Regions from separate parts of the Astyanax mexicanus genome. Here region 2 is linked to region 1. Evidence: chromatin contacts called from public Hi-C data. All regions are on one chromosome and are shown on one strand. Each heading gives the region's core, a stretch centred on a gene start, on an enhancer-like site or on the middle of the called end of the contact. The rest is flanking DNA. Distances are from core to core; before and after follow the strand shown.

The links. Hi-C and Micro-C count contacts between places; a contact is called where the count stands out from the background.
Region 2: a Hi-C map of blood shows a contact between it and region 1, with 3 times the contacts expected there. The contact joins two enhancer-like sites. A contact is called at or near these places in 2 of 3 Hi-C or Micro-C datasets (blood and muscle).

Annotation. Positions count from the first base shown.
Region 1 is chr12:25,979,984-25,985,637 of AstMex3_surface, forward strand. entpd4 (ectonucleoside triphosphate diphosphohydrolase 4) reads left to right here. Exons shown (of 13, transcript XM_007235229.4): 8 at 2,174-2,304; 9 at 3,938-4,104; 10 at 4,306-4,630. Among protein-coding and RNA genes, the nearest start is that of entpd4, 7.1 kb to the left of the region's middle. Within about 2 kb of position 2,373, the one cell type or tissue checked has an H3K27ac peak away from gene starts, as active enhancers do.
Region 2 is chr12:26,059,836-26,065,182 of AstMex3_surface, forward strand. It overlaps slc25a37 (solute carrier family 25 member 37), which reads left to right. Exons shown (of 4, transcript XM_007235226.4): 4 at 1-1,848. Among protein-coding and RNA genes, the nearest start is that of nkx3-1, 20 kb to the right of the region's middle. Within about 2 kb of position 3,541, the one cell type or tissue checked has an H3K27ac peak away from gene starts, as active enhancers do.

The DNA of each region.
Region 1 (5,654 bases), core at 1,123-3,622:
AGATGCACTGTGTGGTTCAGTAACTTCATCTCAATATATGTATGCACAGTAGTTGCATTACAGGATGTTCAGTTATTTAACCTGACACGCTACAACTTACTTGATACAAAAGGGAAACATAAAAAAAATTAAATATCACAATAAGTATTCAATAACAGAATATCATGGTAGGTTTTTCCATTCTTGTGCTGTCCTATTGAATTGTATTAAAACATTGATTAAAGGAAAAAAAGAAAATCTTTTCTAAAACAGTGGTTATCACAAGGTTAGGGTTAGCATTGCAAATTCCATAAAATTGGTTTGCATTAGCTGTGGCTTTGGAATACAAATAAAAAAAATACTATTGTAAAATTTAACTTTTAAATAGTCCACATCTTTACACATTTCTTGATTTGAACATTTAATTGTGACAAAACTGGTTTCTATTGCTACAGTAGCAGCACCTTTTATTTGCTATGTCCTGTACTCTTAAATCTTTTGTAATGATGACTCTTACTTTGGTCTTGGGTTGTGAGAACCCTGTGTGTGTGTGTGTGTGGAACACTGGTCTTATCTTAGCTCAGTGCCTTTAACACATCTGCATCCAAGGTCACTGTTCACAGACGTCTACTTTCTGTTTACTGTTTTATTTAAAGAGTAGGAGAGTTAAATGTCAGCATGATTTAATATTTGCTTGGCCTTAATGTTATAGGATGTTTTTTCCCCTCTCTATAAATGTTAAATGCTCGCTGCTAAGCTTAGAGACTTTAGAGGATTACTGTCCTTATTGTGACTGTTGTTATTTAAAGTGTGTCTGTTATTAGTCAGTCTGTTTTTAGATGGACTTAATTGCTCTTTTTAAACCAAGCTATTTATTGGAGGATCTGATTTCACATAGTGCGCCTATGTGCACTCTTCAGATATAGCAAAAAAAATGATATAAAAAAAGTGTGTGTAAACCTTTTAAGGAACACTGACTTTTGACAAATGTCATGGGACATAGGACTATTATGTGTGTGAGGTCTCCGGCATTGAATGCTGGTGTAATTTATGCCAGAATCTCATCTGTTTGCATGGACAATTCTAGCCAGACTCTGCTGGTCACGATCCACTGGTCACCCCCACTTGTGCTTCTGCCACTGTGGCTCATAATGCTTTCTATGATGTAGTCCTGGTACACACAACACTGCAGATTGAAGAAACTAAAATGCCTGCACAACTTCATGGATGAAATGTTACAATCATCTGGCGCCCACTTTTCGGCCCCACTCAAACTGCTACATAATGCTGTCTCATGACTTTTGGTATGTTGTCAGTTTTTAAAGAATATTAAAGGAGTTTTCTGGAACTCTGACCATGTAATGTTCACTATTTATTTTTCTAGTAAGTGTAATTAGTGGAAGAATACTTGTTTTAGAAAACTTTTCCTGATAGATAGTTGTAATTTTGTTTCTCAAAAATTAAATCTGAATTTAGTAGTGATGCACCAAATAGACAAAGCAAAAGTTTTAAGGCCTAATACCAAAATACTTTTTTTTTTTTTTAAAGCTGTTTTTTGTTTATTTTGCCACTTTTTACCAATGCATGAATTGAAAAAACAAATGTATTAAATGTATTTTGTCTTGCTTTACAACAAAAACATTTACAAAACTACAATAATAATATAAATATATTTATTGAACATTGGTCATTTTTAACGTCCTAGCAGACATACCACAAGAGCACAGTATTCTACACATTGTTTTTAGTGGTGGTTCCTTTTAAGAAAAAAATATGTATGTATTTTTATGAAACATCATGAAGTTGCAATTATAATGCAAGCCTGCAGCCCTTAAATAGGGAGCCCTCCTGTCTGTTTTTGCCCTTTTGGCTCCGTTTTGTCTCTTGGAATCTAGTAAAGTGTCATCGCTGCTGAAAGAAATTCTAGAGGAAACATTGGAAAACTATCTAAAATCAATTAGACATTATTTGATTTTAACTATTCAGCCTTTTCATTCCATTACTATTAATCCCAGTTTAATACACACATTCAAGAAACATTATAAAACAATATAATAATTACATTTTTTTTTCAAGTGTTTTTATCTGCTGCATGTATGACGAGTGCTCTATAAATTAATTGATTTATATAATTATTGTCAAATCATTTTCTTTTTTGCTTCTCATATTTTATGACCTGCTTCTGTCTTTACAGATCAGGATGCTGTTGTGGAGGTGCAGGTTCCCGGTGGTGACCAGCAGGAGACGCTGGTGCGCAGACGCACGGCTGGAGTGCTGGACATGGGCGGGGTCTCCACTCAGATAGCATACGAAGTGCCCAAAACTGTAAGCTTTGCTTCTCCACAACAGGTTATTATCTAAACAATTTCCATTCTTAAAGCCAAAAAGCTTGGTTTGGTCACTCACCCCCTTTCCTTTCACCTCTCTGGTACCTGGTTATCTTACCTTGCCCTTCCCTATGGACAGAAAAGGCCCATAGAAGTGAGGCTCTGTGTTAAGTTCAGCCGACTGCATGGGGGCTCCACTGTGTGTGATGGTACTAGGCCTAATCATTTTCTAAAAGAGCACAGAATGAAAACTGTGGAGTGATCTGCTTTTTGGTTCAGCATGTTTGTAGTGTGTTTGTGGTGTTTTGATTTCTTTTTGGTATTGCACATGGGGAGAGATTTCATGGCTTATTTCCAGAACTTTGGCTGTAAGTTTTGCTTTTCCTTTACTTTTTTTCCATTTCCTGATCAACTAAGAACAGGATGTTTTAGTCATATTCGTAAGGCCCTTCCTGAAGGGTAACTTTTGTTAATATTTGGTCATGTTTTAAAAATTAGGACATCCATTGACATCCTTTGAATTTATCTTTAAACATTTTGTAAACATATTAATATTTTTATATAATTTTCAACCCAATCTAAATGTCTTAATTTTAAATAAGAGAGGGTCCTCTAAAAACCTCCTAATAATACCACATTCACCCTGGCAGGTGATAATTCGCTCACATTATGCCAAGTTTGTTTAGTTTGGTTTGATTTAGTTCTGTTTTGCAAAATGTATACATGCATAAGAAAGTAATAAAAATAAATAATGATGAAAAAGGAAAAAAATCTCATAATAAAGTCTTGCATTTAAACTAATCAATACAGACCAAAAATGTATAGGCTGATGCTTTAGCTTATTTTCCATTTACTATTTACCTAACTAATATACATTTTTACTTTTAGTGACAGTGTAGTGACACATAAAAAAAAAACTAACAATCATTCGAATTTTAACATTTCCATATATAAAAAGATTATTCTTCAGTTTTATGCTTGTTCAAGTCTAACATATCGAGTTGTCAGCTGTGTTAATTCATGCTTCATCTTTCTTCAAATTGCCCCAATATTTGAGCAAATAGGCATCATATATTATAGGAAAGGAAAAATCAATGGCTATAATCATATCTGTTGTATTTAGAACTACACTGATCAGGATATGAAAAAAGTCACTTCAGTGCGCCATAATTAATTTCAAGTTAAGAAAATCTCAGCTTCGCTCTTAAATCGGTCCCCTCCCACAGGAAAAGATTCGCTCTGTCACCTGCCAGTGTCAGCAGAGGGTAACCATGTTCTAGTCTTCTGCAAAATGTGTTTTTATCTTAGTACCTCATATTTGTTTAAATGTTAAAAAGACAAAGGTTCTCAATGATATTGTCTTTTTGTTTTTTACATGACTGAAGGGCAAGATATATTTATCTTTACGTTTTCTCTGTTTTATGCCAAACATTTCTATATTGAGTTCGTCTAATCAATAAAACGGCTCATGTGAAGCTGCTTATTAAAGCTTTACATTGTTTTGCTGATTAATGGCTTGTAGTGTGCCTACAATAACCCAGCAAGCGATTTTATAATGCATTTTTATCTGACTCCAAGCAAGCTGAGACGTGTCCATCTCCCCGCATGTGTGCTTCCATATGCATTTACAGGAGGATGTGGCGAAAAACTTGCTGGCCGAGTTTAACCTGGGGTGCGATGCTCATCGTACAGAACACGTTTACCGTGTTTACGTCTCAACCTTTCTGGGGTTCGGTGGGAATGCTGCCCGACAGAGATATGAGGAACAGCTTGTGAGCAACACTGTCCTTCAGAACAAGTAAGAGTGTTTACTGACAACATAAAAATACAGTTGTGGAATTTTATTTATTCATAGATTATTTTTCTGACAAATAAATTAAGTGCAATTTACAGACAAATGTAAACAGTGCAAATGGTATTTCCCTGTTTCCTCCACCACTTGAATGCAGAATTATATTGCATATTTCTGATCTTATCTGCCTTTTTTTTTTTTCTGCAGGCTCTTGGATCAGCATCGTGGTGAGACCCCTGACTCACCTTTACTTGACCCCTGTATGCCTACTGACCTCCAGGATGAGGTGGGTCCCACTGGCCAGAGGCTTTACCTCCGTGGAACCGGAGATTTCGATCGTTGCCGTTTGCTGCTCCAGCCTTTTCTTAACCACACCAACGAGACCAGCACATCACTGAACGGGGTCTACCAGCCCCCTATAGACTTCACCAACAGCCAGTTCTATGGCTTCTCTGAGTTCTACTACTGTACAGAGGATGTGCTGCGCATGGGGGGCAACTACAACTCCACAAAGTATGCTAAGGCTGCTAAGGTAGGCTCAGTATTTTGGTGGGTTAAAAGTTTAGTACAGCTCGGTTTGACCTTACCTGTCACAATAACTTTTTTGGCTAAGTGATATATTGTGCTATAAATAAGTGTGATAAACAATATTATTGTCATTTTAAACAAATTTGTGCCACTAATACAGTATAATCGTAATATGATGGCACACTAATGCAAAAACACGTGCATTATTTGCAATTAAAACAGGCCTCAGGAATATAAGGCGGATTCTGCGCGGCACTTATTAGGAAGGGGGGTTTTGCCATGTTTCCCTTCTTATTCAGCAAGTCTTGCCGCTAGGAGGGCAAAGCTCAGTTAAGAAAAGGGCAACAGATTACAGACCAATAATACTCACCTCTGAACAGCCAAAGCGTGAACTAAACTGAAACTCCTGTATGACGCTGCTTTTCAGTAGAGTGGCTTTACTGCTCCTTACAACCTGATTGGTCAAATTCAAACAAAAGGTGCACCAGATTATTCATACGTAAGGTGCACTGACAATTTTGGGGAAAATTTAAGTATCTTAAGTGTGCCTTATAATAATAGAATATAACTTTTATTTTTCAGCCGAAGCAGGAAATGGATCTTTATCTCTTAATGCTTTAACAGTAAAGCAATAATTACGTGACAGACAGTATATTGTTCATCCCTAGTACACCATGTGTCACAGTCTGTTAATAATGTTAGGGCAGCAGCTATCGATTATTTTACTAATCAAGTACTCTACTGAAAAATCGATTCGAGTAATCGGATGAAACATATTTGTTTGCTTAAAGAGTAATTAAAAGTACACAAGAGAAAACAAGGCATTTCACTTAATAATGAATGACCAATTGATTTCCTTTTTTAGATGTTATATTTTTAAATTCACAACATACATTTCCAAACTGCAAACACAAATAGAAATAAATAAAGGAATAATAATAATTTATTAAAGTACTAATTATTAAATTAAATTAAAAATTTTTGTAAGTATCAAAACTATACTATATGAAAATTTGCATTATATTGTG
Region 2 (5,347 bases), core at 2,291-4,790, 81 kb after region 1:
TTTTTTGTTGTTCAGATTTTTATTTGGATTTTTAGCTCTTATTTTAGAGCATGTGTGTATGCTGGTCCCAGTGGGGCATCAAGAGTGTTTAAAGACTCACTCAACTAATGCACGGATGCATTTTGCAGCTTGACACATCTCACATGTTGTTTTTTTTTTACTATTGTAATGGCATGGCCATTGTGGACATTTCCATCACTGACACTGAATTTACTATGAAGAGCTAGATGTCATAAATATTAGAGGATGAAATATTGGCGCAAATATTATTTGCTAAATTTATTTTGCGATAAATTTGTGATTTAAAAAAAAATGCAATCTGGTATATTGGTCGATTCCTAGGTTTTGAGTTTTTGTATATTCTGCTAATTAATATTCATGTATAGATTCTGAGATATTGTTCATGTGTACATGTATAGTAATGACCAATGATTGGAAGTAATGTATGAAACTGACCTTGTAGCAAGTCAGAAGTACTATAATATTTTAGCACACCATGAAACAGCCATTCCACTGACCTGTGGACTGTGTGGATTGGATGCATTTTTTTTATGATCTATGCAGCTTTATCTCATAATAACGAAGGATTACCAGCAGCAATGCCCTTCCTTTGAAAAGATGTTCTGGAGACTTGATTAGCTGGTTTTGCAGAGTGTCTTTCCTCTGTTCTACACTTGATGTTCTCCTTGCCTCCCTTTTTTTCAGACTTCTGTCCCCAAACAGCTCGGAAGTGTTAGACGTTCCTCTAAATTCTCTAAATTCCACCGGAATCTTCAAGATTTCTTTGTTTGTTTGCCTTTTGATTAAACGCTAACTGGTTTATTTTTTTATTCGCTAATGCATTTTTGAAGTTGCGTAATTACTTTAAACTCAAAGACCCAAAGATTGCTCACTCACACACATAGTATAGCTTTATATATATATTTTAAAAAATAAAACAAATGAAAAAATATCACTCAGAAACTCGAGAGAGGTTTAATGTAATAATATTTAAAGGAATAGAAGAATAAGCAAGTATGTTAATATGGCTAACATGTCTTACAATGAATAGAAACTAGGAGCACCTAATTAGCATTAATCAATTTGCCTAATGCTAGTTAGCAGCTAATCACACCCATTCCATTTATTGTTAGCATTTTTATCTATCTTTCTTCCTTTTTTTGTGTAGGTGAGTTCCTCTGCAATAGTCCTGATCATTAGTCCCTTATATAGGGAACCTGAAATTGCTTTTTGTGTGTGTGTTTGTTTGTGGACTTGCATTTAGCTAAATGTATAGTGGCCATGAAGCCATACATCTGCTTTTAGCTATACAGCTGCTTTTTAGCCCATATAACATGGGTATGCCTGGAGGAGTATGCCTAAGAATGGCTGTATAATTTATTGTAATAACTGCACAAACCCTAATTATTTCTTGCTCTACACGTTTATCACTTTTATATTATATCTGCTGTCAGACTGCTTTAGGCTAGTCAGCGGCATGTGTTGACTAACCCATGTTTAATCATTGTGATTCTCTTTGGCTCTTCTCTTTCTTGTGTTAAACGCCACTACTACTAACTACGATATTTTCTGTAGGAAAGTACACATTAATGTCTTTCTGTCCCAGTTTCGTTCCTATTAGCAACTGAACCATAGTCCCCACCACTGAAGAGATTTCCAAACATTAGATACAGCTGCTTTCTCTGCGCACAATACCAGAAGGAACATTAAACACACAGTGCCATCTAGAGTACTAAAGATACTTTACAACGGAGAACACAATGTAGAAGCAAAATGTTGATTGATTTGTGAAAATGCTGCTACAGTTTGTAACACTGGAGCTGAAATAAAAAAAGTTATTTAACTGAACTGCTTTGAGTTGTTTTTTTTTTGCATTAGACTAATACTGTTCAATGTAATATTGTGTGTGAACAGTTATGTGCATTTATTTCTTTATTTAATAAATTGTTCAGATTGGTTTACTGGCTTTTTAGGGAGGTGCGTATGGTCATTTCTAATTGTAAAAGAGTAAACTCGTGCAACCATTTAATATTACAATTTTATTATTGTAATATTATGACTTTAATCTTGTAATATTGTGACTTTATTCTCAGAGTTAACAGTTAAATATATTTTAAAAAAGTGACCCTAAAACGCTGTCGTAATGTACAGTGGCTTGAAATGTATTTGCCCCCCTACAGATTTCTTGTGTGTTTGCATTTTTGTCACACTTACATTTTTCATTTTATCAAACGGACTTTAATATTAGACAAATATAATGTGTTAATATAAATATAATTATTCACAAATGGAGAAAACACAGAACACTGGTGAACCTTCCCAGGAGTCACCAGCCTACCAAAGTTACTTCAGAAGGGCATGCAAACCTATCCAGGAGGTCACAATAGAACCAAGAACGTTTAAAGAACTGCAGGTCTTACTTGCCTTCTGCTTTTTATCAGACAATCCTGAATGAGAATATCTGTTCATGACCTCAAGCTCAGGTATACTTGGGTTCTGCAGCAGGACAATGATCCAAAACACAAACATTTAAAGGGCTTAAAAAAAACTAAATAAAGGTTTTAGAGTGGCCTAGTCAAAGTCTGATTGAGATGCTGTGGATGATCTTAAACAGGACATTCTTGTTTGAAAAACCTCTAATGTGGCTGATTCTCCGAAGAACAGTCGGCCAAAATTCCTCCACAGAAATGTAAAAGACACATTGGCAGATTTTGCTAAAGCTTGAGTGCAGTTGCCGTCAAGGGTGACACAAGGGTGGAGCAAACACCTTTTCACACAGGGCTAGATTGGTTTGGATATTTGTTTTCCTTTATTGAATTAAATTATCATTTAAAAAGTGCTTTTATATTTATCTTTGTCTGATATTAGAGCTTGTTTAGAAATTGGGAAAATACTTTTTCACGCCATTGTACAACTTTTTTTTTAACTGATTGACACCTGAAACCCTAAAGTGACATTTAATGTAAAAAAAAAAAAAAAAATTGAGAACCAATCTGAGAGCTCGCTTTGCTTTTTCTGCCCAGATACAACAGGGAAACTATTTCTGATTGAATGCTTGCTCTTCCATTGTTTTCAGACGAAACTTACGTTAGGTACATTTCTAAACTGTACAAAGACATACCTAAAAATATCCGCGACCGGTGTTCTGTTGAGGTATGCTACCCATATATGCTTCTTACCAGGGTTGCCAGGTCCTACAAAAATATAAGCCAAAAATATATGTCTCTCACACGTGCGAAGCAAATGACAAAACAACTATGAAAGTACGACTTATGATAACATAATTAACCAAAAAATGAATTTTACTTACTCCGTGCCCCTCCTGAACTCTCTTCTCTACTCTTTAACATTTTTTTCATCGCCTTGTGAATGTGGTTACACTGTGATTCTCTCTCTGTCTCTCTCTCCCTCCCTCCTTCCTCTTTTCGACTTTGAATGTTTAGTTGACCTAACGTCCCAGGGAACACCCCGTTTTTTTGGTGGCTGCGGTAATTTTAGCAAAAATAGCACAAAAAACGCACCCCGCCACACCTAGATCAAATAGCCCCAATTTGGCGGGAAAACCGCGAGCTTGGCAACTGTGCTTCTTACCGGCACTGCGCATGCGCCGACCCACATTTAAAAAAATGTTTTTATGATAATTCAAATCAAATCAAATCAAATGTATTTGTACAGCGCTTTTTACAACTGGTGTTGGCACAAAGCATCTTTACATTAACATGATCACAGGACAAAGAGTCAGGCAAAAGATTAAAAAAAGAAAATACACAATACAGAACCCCCAGAACCTGCCTGGAGCATTTTCTAATATGGCTTTTTTTACCCTTAAATATACACTAGAAACAGTAGGGTAGCACGGTTTCATATTGCCGGCAACACTAGAGCAGTAGAGGGCGCCACAGACCAAAGTCTGTGTACTCGCTGAAACCACGGTTCCATACCTCATCAGATACTATAGCTGTAAGTGTCGTTAGTTGAACTGTTAGGATTTTTGCCTTATTTTGTTTTCACATGTAGCCCTCGTATATAGGCTTATGTAAAAATATACTTCCTAAAATAAAACCGCTTAAAAATAACTTATTTTATCCAGGTTGTTAATGAAAAACAAAGAACAAGACCGTTGTAATGGCTGTTTAAAAATTAGCAGTGGTTTAAAGGGTAGTTTATCATACTGTCCAGCAGTAGAACCAACCAGAAATATTCTTGTTTATAATTTTATTTAAATTTTTTTCTTCATTTTCTCCCTAATTTACACAGCCAATTACCCAACCCATTCATTAGGACTCCCCTTCTCAATAAAGGCTTTATTTCAAAGGGTGTAGCTTATTCTCCAGTGGACCTGATTAGAATATTCTGAACATTTGCCCATTTGTTTATTTGTCCTCTATAGCTTAAGGGGTAATATAAGTGTTTTCTATATTTATATTTTGTTTATGTCCCTTTTATTTAAAAAAAAAAAGACATACATGGGAGCTTGAGGATACCTTTTCCCACTGGATCCTTAAAGACCAGTGGTTCTCAAACTGGTCCTTAGGGAGCCCAGTTCTGAGTTTTTTGAACACTCAAAATTAAATCAGTTGAAATAATTGAGCAGCTGGTTCACATGTTTTTCTTATTGTGATAAATAAGTATCATGACTGTAAATATTTTAAGGTTAAATCCTGGTGTAACATAAATAATACAACAACACTCACATAACTGGTATTTCATATATTTTTTCTTCTGGAAATCATGTCAAAACTATTTAAATGAAAGGTTGTAATATTTAGGCGTCATTATTCAAGCTCATGACAACCATCATAAGGTGTTATTTATACTGTTTAACCCTTTAATGTCCTCATCGTAATTTCCATTGTTTATTTAGGACAATAATAAAAATGACAAGAGAACTGAAATAGTATAATACTGAAAGATACAGGACCTTGAAATGTATATTGACTTCTTAACTGTTTTTATTTAAGGGATCACACATAGAGTACCATGGGTTCTTTTGGGTAAAATGGTAGTTCCACAATATTCTTTTTTCCCCTTTTGTTAAAAACGTGTTTTCATCTCCAGACCTTCCGCGCTATAATAACCCATAATGAACCTCTTTTCGGTTTCTCCACGGTGATGTTAAACTACATGTCCCACGACACGTACACCCTCCCCACACACTGCACTGCCTTTTGTTTGTTGTTGTTGTTGTTGTTTTTTCTTGTCTGATGAGATGTTCAGCAGTTTATCTGGGTGGTATAAAGACAGATACTTCCAAAGTTCTCTGTCCAAACCCTCCATATAATGTCCCTCTGCAATCACACTATCAGCTCTGAATCACCCCTCTACTTTGTGCCCCTAGGATTACAGA